Linked DNA regions of Pan troglodytes: region 1 is linked to region 2. A link is a contact called in public Hi-C data. All regions are on one chromosome and are shown on one strand. The core of a region is the stretch at or near the end of the contact, and the rest is flanking DNA. Distances in the headings are between cores, read along the strand shown. Region 1 holds the start of LOC104001423. Region 2 overlaps TSPAN9 (tetraspanin 9).

Region 1 (3,802 bases), core at 1,121-3,620, 150 kb after region 2:
CATTTTAAGCCCTGGGGAGGGGCCGGCAGGGGGTTGGGTGGCAGTCAGCTTGGGACGGTTTACAGAAAGAGCAGAGGTGCTGGTGGGCAAGCACAGGGCTGAGCCCAGGGGCCCAGCCCGAGGGGTGGGCTGCATTGCCCTCTCCGGCTCTGGTCTCCAGGAAGGAGTGCTCGCTCACTTCTCCAGTGGGCCCGGCTGAAGCCCAAAGAAGGGACAAGAAGCAAGCCCTTTGTCTCCTCCCTTAACTGCAGGGTGGCCACTTTTGCGGGGACTGGGGTTGGCCTGGGCAGGGGAAGGCCCTGGGGAGGAAGGGGCGGGCCATGGCATGTCTGACCGCCCCTTCCATTCCTGCCGGCCAGATGCGATGCTGTGGTGTCACTGACTACACAGACTGGTACCCAGTGCTGGGGGAGAACACGGTTCCCGACCGCTGCTGCATGGAGAACTCCCAGGGCTGCGGGCGCAATGCCACCACGCCTTTGTGGAGAACGGTGAGGCTGGGGATGGACTGCTTGGGTCCAAGAGCCCGTGTGTGGATGCCCCGGCACGGGGAGCCCTATAGGGGAGGCTGGGCCCGGGACACTAAGAGGTTGGCTGAATGTGGGGTGGGGCGGGGGCTCACAAAAATAAAGCCAAAAGACAGGTGGAAAATGGGGGGTGGGGCTGGACCCACAGTTGGGAGAGTCAGAGGGTGAGGGGTTGAATGGGGTCTGAGGCTCTGCAGCTGGCCTTGCGGGTGGGGCGGAGGCTGCGCCAAGGGAGGGGGACAGGGCTGAGGCCAGGGAGGGCTGGGAGGTAAGAGCGAGGACGAGGTGGAAGGAGAGAGTGAGGTGGGGGCTGGGCTGCAGGGAGCGCGTGCTTGGGCTGGGACCCTAACCTCGTGGGCCTCGCTCCCCAGGGCTGCTATGAAAAGCTGAAGATGTGGTTCGATGACAATAAGCACGTGCTGGGCACGGTGGGGATGTGCATCCTCATCATGCAGGTAAGAGGGGCGTCCCCAGCAGCCTCGCCCACCCTGCTGGCCTCAGCCGCAGAGGGAAGGAAGCACAGAGAAGTGAAAGCAGTGTTGGTACACGGCGGAGGGTCTGGAATTCATCACAGCTATTCAAGCTTAGCAGCTGTGCCTGCCACCGTTTCCGCAGAGCTCTGATGTGAGAGCACGTGTCTACTCAGCACTGAAAGTGGTGCTCAGGGCTGCCTGTGGCCAGGCCCAGGCTGGGATATTGAAGCTGGAGTCAACCCCCGTGGGTTCCCCCAGTTCTGCCCAAACCTTGAGCTCAGAGAGCCATGCAAGACACACACAGTGTCCCCCGGTCACCATCTTTACAGCCTGTGCACATGGCACACTCTCTGTGGTGACCGTGAGACCACACCGGGCTTCCTTCTGCCTTCTGCACTCCTCTGGGTCCCCAGCTCCTTTGAGGATTCAGGAGGGAAGGGACACAAACAAGTAGTGACATGGTCCTGACCACACATCACTGGAAAGACAGCCCTGCTGCTGCCAAGACATCGCACCATGTATTCCACAAGCAGACAAGAGAGGCTTGACAGGAGTCCTTTATTTTTCTTTTTTTAAGAGACAGGGTCTCACTTTGTTGCTCAGGCTGGAGTGCGGTGGCGCCGTCATAGCTCGCTGCAGCCACAAACTCCTGGGCTTAAGCTGTCGTCCCACTTCAGCCTCTCAAGTAGCTGGGACTACAGGCATATACACCACCATACCTGAATGATTTACAACTTTTTTTCAAAAACAGATGGAGTCTCCCTCTATTGCCCAGGCCGATCTCAAGCCATCCTCCCACCTTGGCCTCCTAAAGTGCCACCGTGCCCGGCTGGCCTGAGTCCTGAATGATCCCTGCCACCTCCCACTCCCCACCTTGGCTCCTGTGAGCCCCCACGTAGAGCCAGGTCCTCCGTGCATTCCGTGCCTGCCGCGCCCCTCTGAGTAGGCACGCGTGTGCATCCCGCAGAGGTTCGATGGCTTCTGGTCTAACAGCCCTACGAGGCTGAGCCAGAGTTCACCTGTGTGTGTCTCCAGGGTGACCTCTGTTCACGGTTTTCTTCATGTCTTCATTCCATAAGCATTTTCCTGGCACACCAGTGGCCATCCCCGCTTGCTCTAGGTGCCCTGTGACATCCCAAGCCTCTCGGGGCTGAGGTCAGGTCCAGGCTGCTGCAGCTCCTGCCTCAGGCCCCTCCCCGTGTCTTTCAGATCCTGGGCATGGCCTTCTCCATGACCCTCTTCCAGCACATCCACCGGACTGGTAAGAAGTACGACGCATGAGCGGGCTGGCCGGGAGTGCCCACCCCGCCCTGCTGCCCTGTGGAGGGAAGAGGATTGAGCCTTGTGTCGCCTGCCTGCGCTCTCCAGATATGACCCCTGCACCCACCCCCCACAGCCTGCCCTACCCCACCTACCCTGCCTCAGCCTCGGACTTCTCAGTGGGTGGAGTGCCAGGGAGGAGGAGGCACACGGAGACCTGGGGCTCGGGGCCCCTGGATTCCTGCATCTGCATATGCGTATTTGCCAAAGACGACAGGGTGGGCTGGGGTGCGCTCAGGAGGAACCCCCGGCACTGATGGGCTTCTGCCCCTGCCCTTCCTCACACTGACACTTTGTCCCCACATGGGGTGGGGAGCAGAGTGCCCGCCCCGTGGAGATACCGCCCCAGCGGGGGGTGCCACCATGGGGCACCTGGCGGGGCGGGGGTCTGCCGGCCTCTGGGCAAGGCCCCTGGAGCATCTCGCCCAGGCTTTTTATACCTTACAATGTAACTTTTTTATTTTATTTTACTCTATGATTATTCAGGAATATTATCTCTCAGATAAGTTTAGGGTTAGATTTCTGATTTGTAACTTTTTACTGTGTTGATTTCTTTAATGGTTTGACTTTTTTCCCCTGAGGGTGAGGGATGGGTGGGAAGAGAGGACATCTGTCCAGTCTCTATCAGGACAGACCACCGTGCGACACCCAGGAGGCTCTCGGATGGGGCGCGCCTGCGCCCTCAGAACGTGTGGGAAGAAGGGGGCGTGGACAGGACACGGGACCTTGCCAGGCCTGGTGTCTGAGGACAGGAGCCTGGGAGAGGCGGGTGGAGCGTGAAGCAGGCTGGAGGTGCCCCTGCACGGGAGGTGGCGTTTGCTAACCAATCGAGCTGGAAATGCCAGGGCAGGGGGGCCCCACGGTGCTGTGGCAGAGCTAGAGGGGTCCTTAGACTTTTCACTGATGAGCAGTTGTTGGTTTTTTCATTCTTCCTTCCTCCCGCTCTCTGCTGGCACTCGAGGCTTCCCCTTCCACCCCATGTGGGTATTCCCACAACAGGTTCTGCACACCCCAGTTATTTCACAGACATTCCTGCTAGAAACTGTCAGACAAATACCTCTCTAGTTCGGATGCTGCTCACTTTCTCCCTTGCTTCTGGAAGGGGAAGCAGTCCTTAGGTTTTGCTGTGCTGGGACAGTGGCAGGGGACCCACAGGGGTGAGGACCCACGGTCCTCCCCACCAGCCTTGCTCAGCTGTGGGTTGCCCTGCTGGGAAGGAGGGAATCACGTCCACCTGGGTCCCAAGATCTTCGCCTCCTTCCCTGGGGCCATGGACATCAGCAGTGGGTTGGGTGGCGATTATATCATCTGTGATCCCAAGGAGAAGAAATACAGAAAACCCAAGAGAGGTCAGACTGGCTCTTGTTGCCGGAGCCACGGGAAGAAAGCAGCTGGAGTCACGCACGTGCAGAGCTGGGCCTGGGAGAGAAACGGGCTGGGGAGTGAGGCCAGGAGTGGGATTCAGCTGCAGCAGGGCGCCCC
Region 2 (4,005 bases), core at 612-3,111:
TTCCTGCTAGGTTCTGCCTCAGCCAGCTCATCATTCAGCCCTGGTCCAGGCCTGCAGGGTTGAGGGGCTGTGGCCCTGAGGCTTGCTTGGTGGCCTTCTGGCTTGTTGCTGTTCTTACTGATGTTGACCACTAGATGGCAGCAGGAAACTATCAATTTCTCCCCCAGGTCCATTGTATTCAAGTCAAGCCCTCTGGTCTGGGTGGATCAGCCATCGCCCCTTGATGGGGACTCAAATCCCACATCTCACCGATTCCAGGATGGGTCTGAGGAAAGGCTGGGATGAAGCCGAGGCAGCCCTCTCAGACGTACCCTGTGTCCGACTCTCCTGTGACATTCTTGAGAAGTGGCTGTCTCAGCTCAGGTAGTCCCAGGGTTGGGAGATACCCTTTTAGTAGAGTTCCCACCATTAGGAAAAGCTTTGCCACATGTGCTGGCTGGGTTTTCAGTGTCTTAAAGGGTCCAGAAGCTGAGACCCAGTGTCCCTGAGGAAAGTCCTGTTGCTCCCTGAGGAGTCCCCGGCTTGGTAACCTGTGCAGTTATTGAGGGCACTGTGGTGGTGGGAAGCAGTGCTCCTGGCCTGGGAGGGACAACAGCGTAAGAGCAAGGGCCATGCTGCACATCAGCAGTGACATGCAGTAACAGCAAACATGTAGGAAGCACTTCGTGAGCCAGGGATGCCCTGACTCCTTTGCTTACATTTATTGGTTTCCTCCTCTTTGAGGGGCAGCCCTGAATCCCTCCTAATCAGGTGCAGCTGAGCGGGGCCTTGAATGCAGGCAGGCTGGCTCCAGAGTCCCGGGATGAGTCACGCACCACTCATCGTGGGCATTCTTAAGCCTTTGCGTGGGGCTCGACAGTTTGTGTTACAGTTCACGTGGCTCTTCCTCAAATGCCTTGTCTCATTGGTCTCCCCCAAGCCCCTGTGTCAGGTTCTGGGGGATCCTCCTTTTTGCAGATGAGGAAGTTGAGGCTCAGAGAAGTGAAGGATGCCTCCAGCATTGCAAAGACAGGACACCAAACCCTGTCATTAGATTCTGAGTCGGGGTGGCTCTCCTTTTGTAGTGAAGCGGGTTTGCATGAGTAGGGTTGGAAGGAGGGAGAGGAGCCCTCAGATGCCTGAGGTCAGGGCAACTGTCAGAAAATCTATTCTGTTCCCAAACCCTCTGTAAGAGGAACACATGTGCAGGTGCCCGTGGGAAGCTGAAGCTCCTGCCCAGCCAGTAAGTAAACAGGAGCTGGAGGGAGAGAGTGCGAGAATGAGGAGGTGGTGACCGCAGCCATCTGCTCCCGCCGTAGTGTACCCCTCAGCTGGAGGCAGGGGTGGGGGGCACATTGGCTGGGGACCCCCTCTAAGGCAGGGCTGGAGAAACAGTTCCCACTGTGCACTGTGGAGCCGCCAGGTGGTCCCAGCTGCCAGAACCCCTGCTCCGTCCAGTCCTGCTGTGAAGGCTTCGGGTCTGGAAGGGCATCGTGTGCTTGTGGTGGGATCTGAATCCCAGTTGGCCTGTGGAGCTACCACTGCTACTCTGGGATCAACTGAGGCAGGGGACTGTGGCCGGGACCCTCTTTCCAATTGGACCTTCTCAGGGGCAGGACCTTCCAAGCTAAGGGGCAGCAGTGGATGGCTCCTGGGCTCCTTGTCGTCTCCTCTCTGGGATGGGTGTTCTTGAGGCCTTGGGCTTCCGCCCCCATCCCACCCTCTCTGGGGTGTGGAGACAGGGCCCACTTGGGCATGTCAGCTTCCCTGGAGCTCCCGCAGCTGGGCCCTGCCCACGTTTCCCTGGGCCACGCTCTCCTGGCTGCCCCAGGCCTCACCACTCTCTCACTGGAACACATAAGTGCCTGCCCCTGGAGCCCAGGCCACTGTCCTGACTCCTCGCCCTTCCCAGAGCCCCGCCTCCTGCTGCCTGCCTCCCATGTGGCTTCACATCCTGCGGGTTTTTCCAGCTGACACAGCCCTTGTAGATACATACTCTGCTGTGGGCACCCCACATCCATGCCAGGCCCAGATTTGGGCCCCAAGGGAGTGCTACCCCCTGGGTTGCAGTTCAAAGGCTTCTGCTTTCCAGCCAGATGGAGGAGGGCTCTATCCCAGGCTCCAACATCCTGCTTGGCTCATCTCCCCCACCCCCTGCTCCAGCTGCGTCCTCCCTGTTGTGCTCCTGGCAGTAGGTTTGCTGAGAGGGAAGGGGGATTCCTTTCCTCTTGGCCTCTCCTCTCTCTATTACATCAGCCTACAGCCCAGTACCCCTGGGGTCTGCTAAGGGAGGGCTTTTTATTTTTTTCCAGGGGAAATAATTCCACCTCTTGTCACACGGATTTCTGCATGCAGCTCTTCAGGGGCTTGACTTCCTTCCCTCGTCCTATCCCAGGCCCCTTGAAGCTCAAGAGAGGGGCAGCTTTGTTTCCTTAAACAGGGGCTGCTGCTGGCTCTGAGCCTCCGAGGAAGGTCATGTGAGGAGTCGGGTGTCTGGGTCCCGCTGTCCCCCTCACTGGCTGTGTGACCCCAGGACCATCCTTGCCTTCTCTGGGCCTCAGCACTCCCTTCAGGAGCCTAGGACTGCATTTGTCGTCCATGGGTGGTGAGGGGGCAGTGCCCAGCGGTGCCCGTTCTGGAATGGAGGACTCTGCCCGTGGGTTTGGTAGTGTGATTTTTCCACCCCTGGGCTGGCCCCTCTGCCTGGGGCGGGTGTAGCTGGCACACCTGTTAGGAATGAGGCATCTCCTTAGTGCCGAGGAGACGAGAGCCCTGGGGCTGGCTGGGAAGTGCAGGGCCCAGCTGAGAAGGAGAGTGAGCTCAGTCTCCTCACTGCGGGTCATTCACCACCTCCCGGAGTCGGTTAGAGGAGGGGGCTAGTCCAGGGTGAATTGGTGGGATGGGAAGAGGCCCCAGTGCCCAGCTCTGCCCAGTCCTGTCTCCTCGCTGGGCTCTCTCCTCCTGTTTCTTTTTTTCTTTTTTTTGAGACAGGGCCTCGTGCTGTCACCCAGGCAGGAGTGCAGTGGGGTAGTCATGTGCAGCCTTCACCTCCTGGGCTCAAGTAATCCTCCCTCCTCAGACTCCCAAGTATTTGGTGTCTGGGACTATAGGCACGTGCCACCATATCCGCCATACAAAAAAAAAAAGGGGGCCTTTTTTTTCCTTTTTTGTATTTTTGTAGAGATGGGGTTTCGTCATCTTGGCCAGGCTTGTCTCAAAGTCGTGGCTCAAGTGATTCGCCCACCTTAGCCTCCCACAGTGAGCCACCGCATCCGGGCTACCCTGTTTCTTCTTTGTTTTGCCCCATCTACCTCCTTCCCTTTGCTTGGCTTTCTTTCCCTGCCCTTGTCTGACTGCTGGCCGAAGGTTCCAAGCCCTGTGGGCAGGGTGGGTCCTGGACCCTGTTCTCCGCCCCTCAGCCCCTGCTCTGTTCTTCTTCAGGCAGGCGGAAAGCTGCACCCTGCTCCCCAGCTCAGAGCCCAGGGCTACAGGCTGTGGACGCCCTGAGGAGGGTTTCTCTGGGCCTGCTCCCCCACCCTCCCTACACGCTGTGCCCCAGCCCCTCCCCAGAACCCACATCTGGCCCAAGTGCTCAGTTTTCTGGGCTGTAAATTGCCTCCCGCTGCCCCTTGGCATCCTCTCAGGTTTCAGCTTCATGGCTGTTTTGCTTTTGGTGGGGGGCGGTATCCAGGGAAGGCTCAGCTTGTTTCCTCTCTTCCTCTGTCTGAGACCATGGAGAGAAATCCTTGGCAGGGTTGTTCTCGATCCTTCCGTCCAAGTGTTGGTGAGCTGTGGTTTTCAGCAGGTGACTGAGTAGGAACCAGTTCTAATTAGATTTCCCCCTTTTCTGTTCACACCTCCCCCTCCCCCTCCTCCCCTCACCCTGCCAGTGGCCAGCCTTCCCCAAGTGTCCCCTGCCGTGCAGTGGAGGGGCTTGCAGTCGGCCAGCCTGGGGATGGTGGGATTCGCTTCAGGCTGCGCTGCCCTCTGCTCCTTCTTGACCTGGCCCTTGGCCTAATGCTCAGC

What was found. A called contact is a pair of places that touch in the nucleus more often than the background predicts.
Region 1: a contact with region 2 is called in a Hi-C map of induced pluripotent stem cells, with 4 times the contacts expected there. The contact joins the promoter of LOC104001423 here to the enhancer-like site in region 2. A contact is called at or near these places in 5 of 7 Hi-C or Micro-C datasets (blood, induced pluripotent stem cells, a lymphoblastoid cell line and 1 more) and 1 of 1 other capture datasets (stem cell-derived neural stem cells).

What each region holds. Positions count from the first base shown.
Region 1 is chr10:10,456,359-10,460,160 of NHGRI_mPanTro3-v2.0_pri, forward strand. LOC104001423 reads left to right here and starts at 2,371. Exons shown (of 3, transcript XM_016924764.3): 1 at 2,371-2,548; 2 at 3,505-3,669. The coding sequence starts at 2,371. TSPAN9 (tetraspanin 9) reads left to right here. Exons shown (of 8, transcript XM_016922800.4): 6 at 360-491; 7 at 899-982; 8 at 2,210-3,802. The coding sequence ends at 2,281.
Region 2 is chr10:10,309,955-10,313,959 of NHGRI_mPanTro3-v2.0_pri, forward strand. The region is part of intron 1 of TSPAN9 (tetraspanin 9); the gene reads left to right. Among named protein-coding and RNA genes, the nearest start is that of TSPAN9, 59 kb to the left of the region's middle. Within about 2 kb of position 1,862, at least 6 of the 24 cell types and tissues checked have an H3K27ac peak or open chromatin away from gene starts, as enhancers often do. A contact at or near this core is called in induced pluripotent stem cells and stem cell-derived neural stem cells, where this site is marked.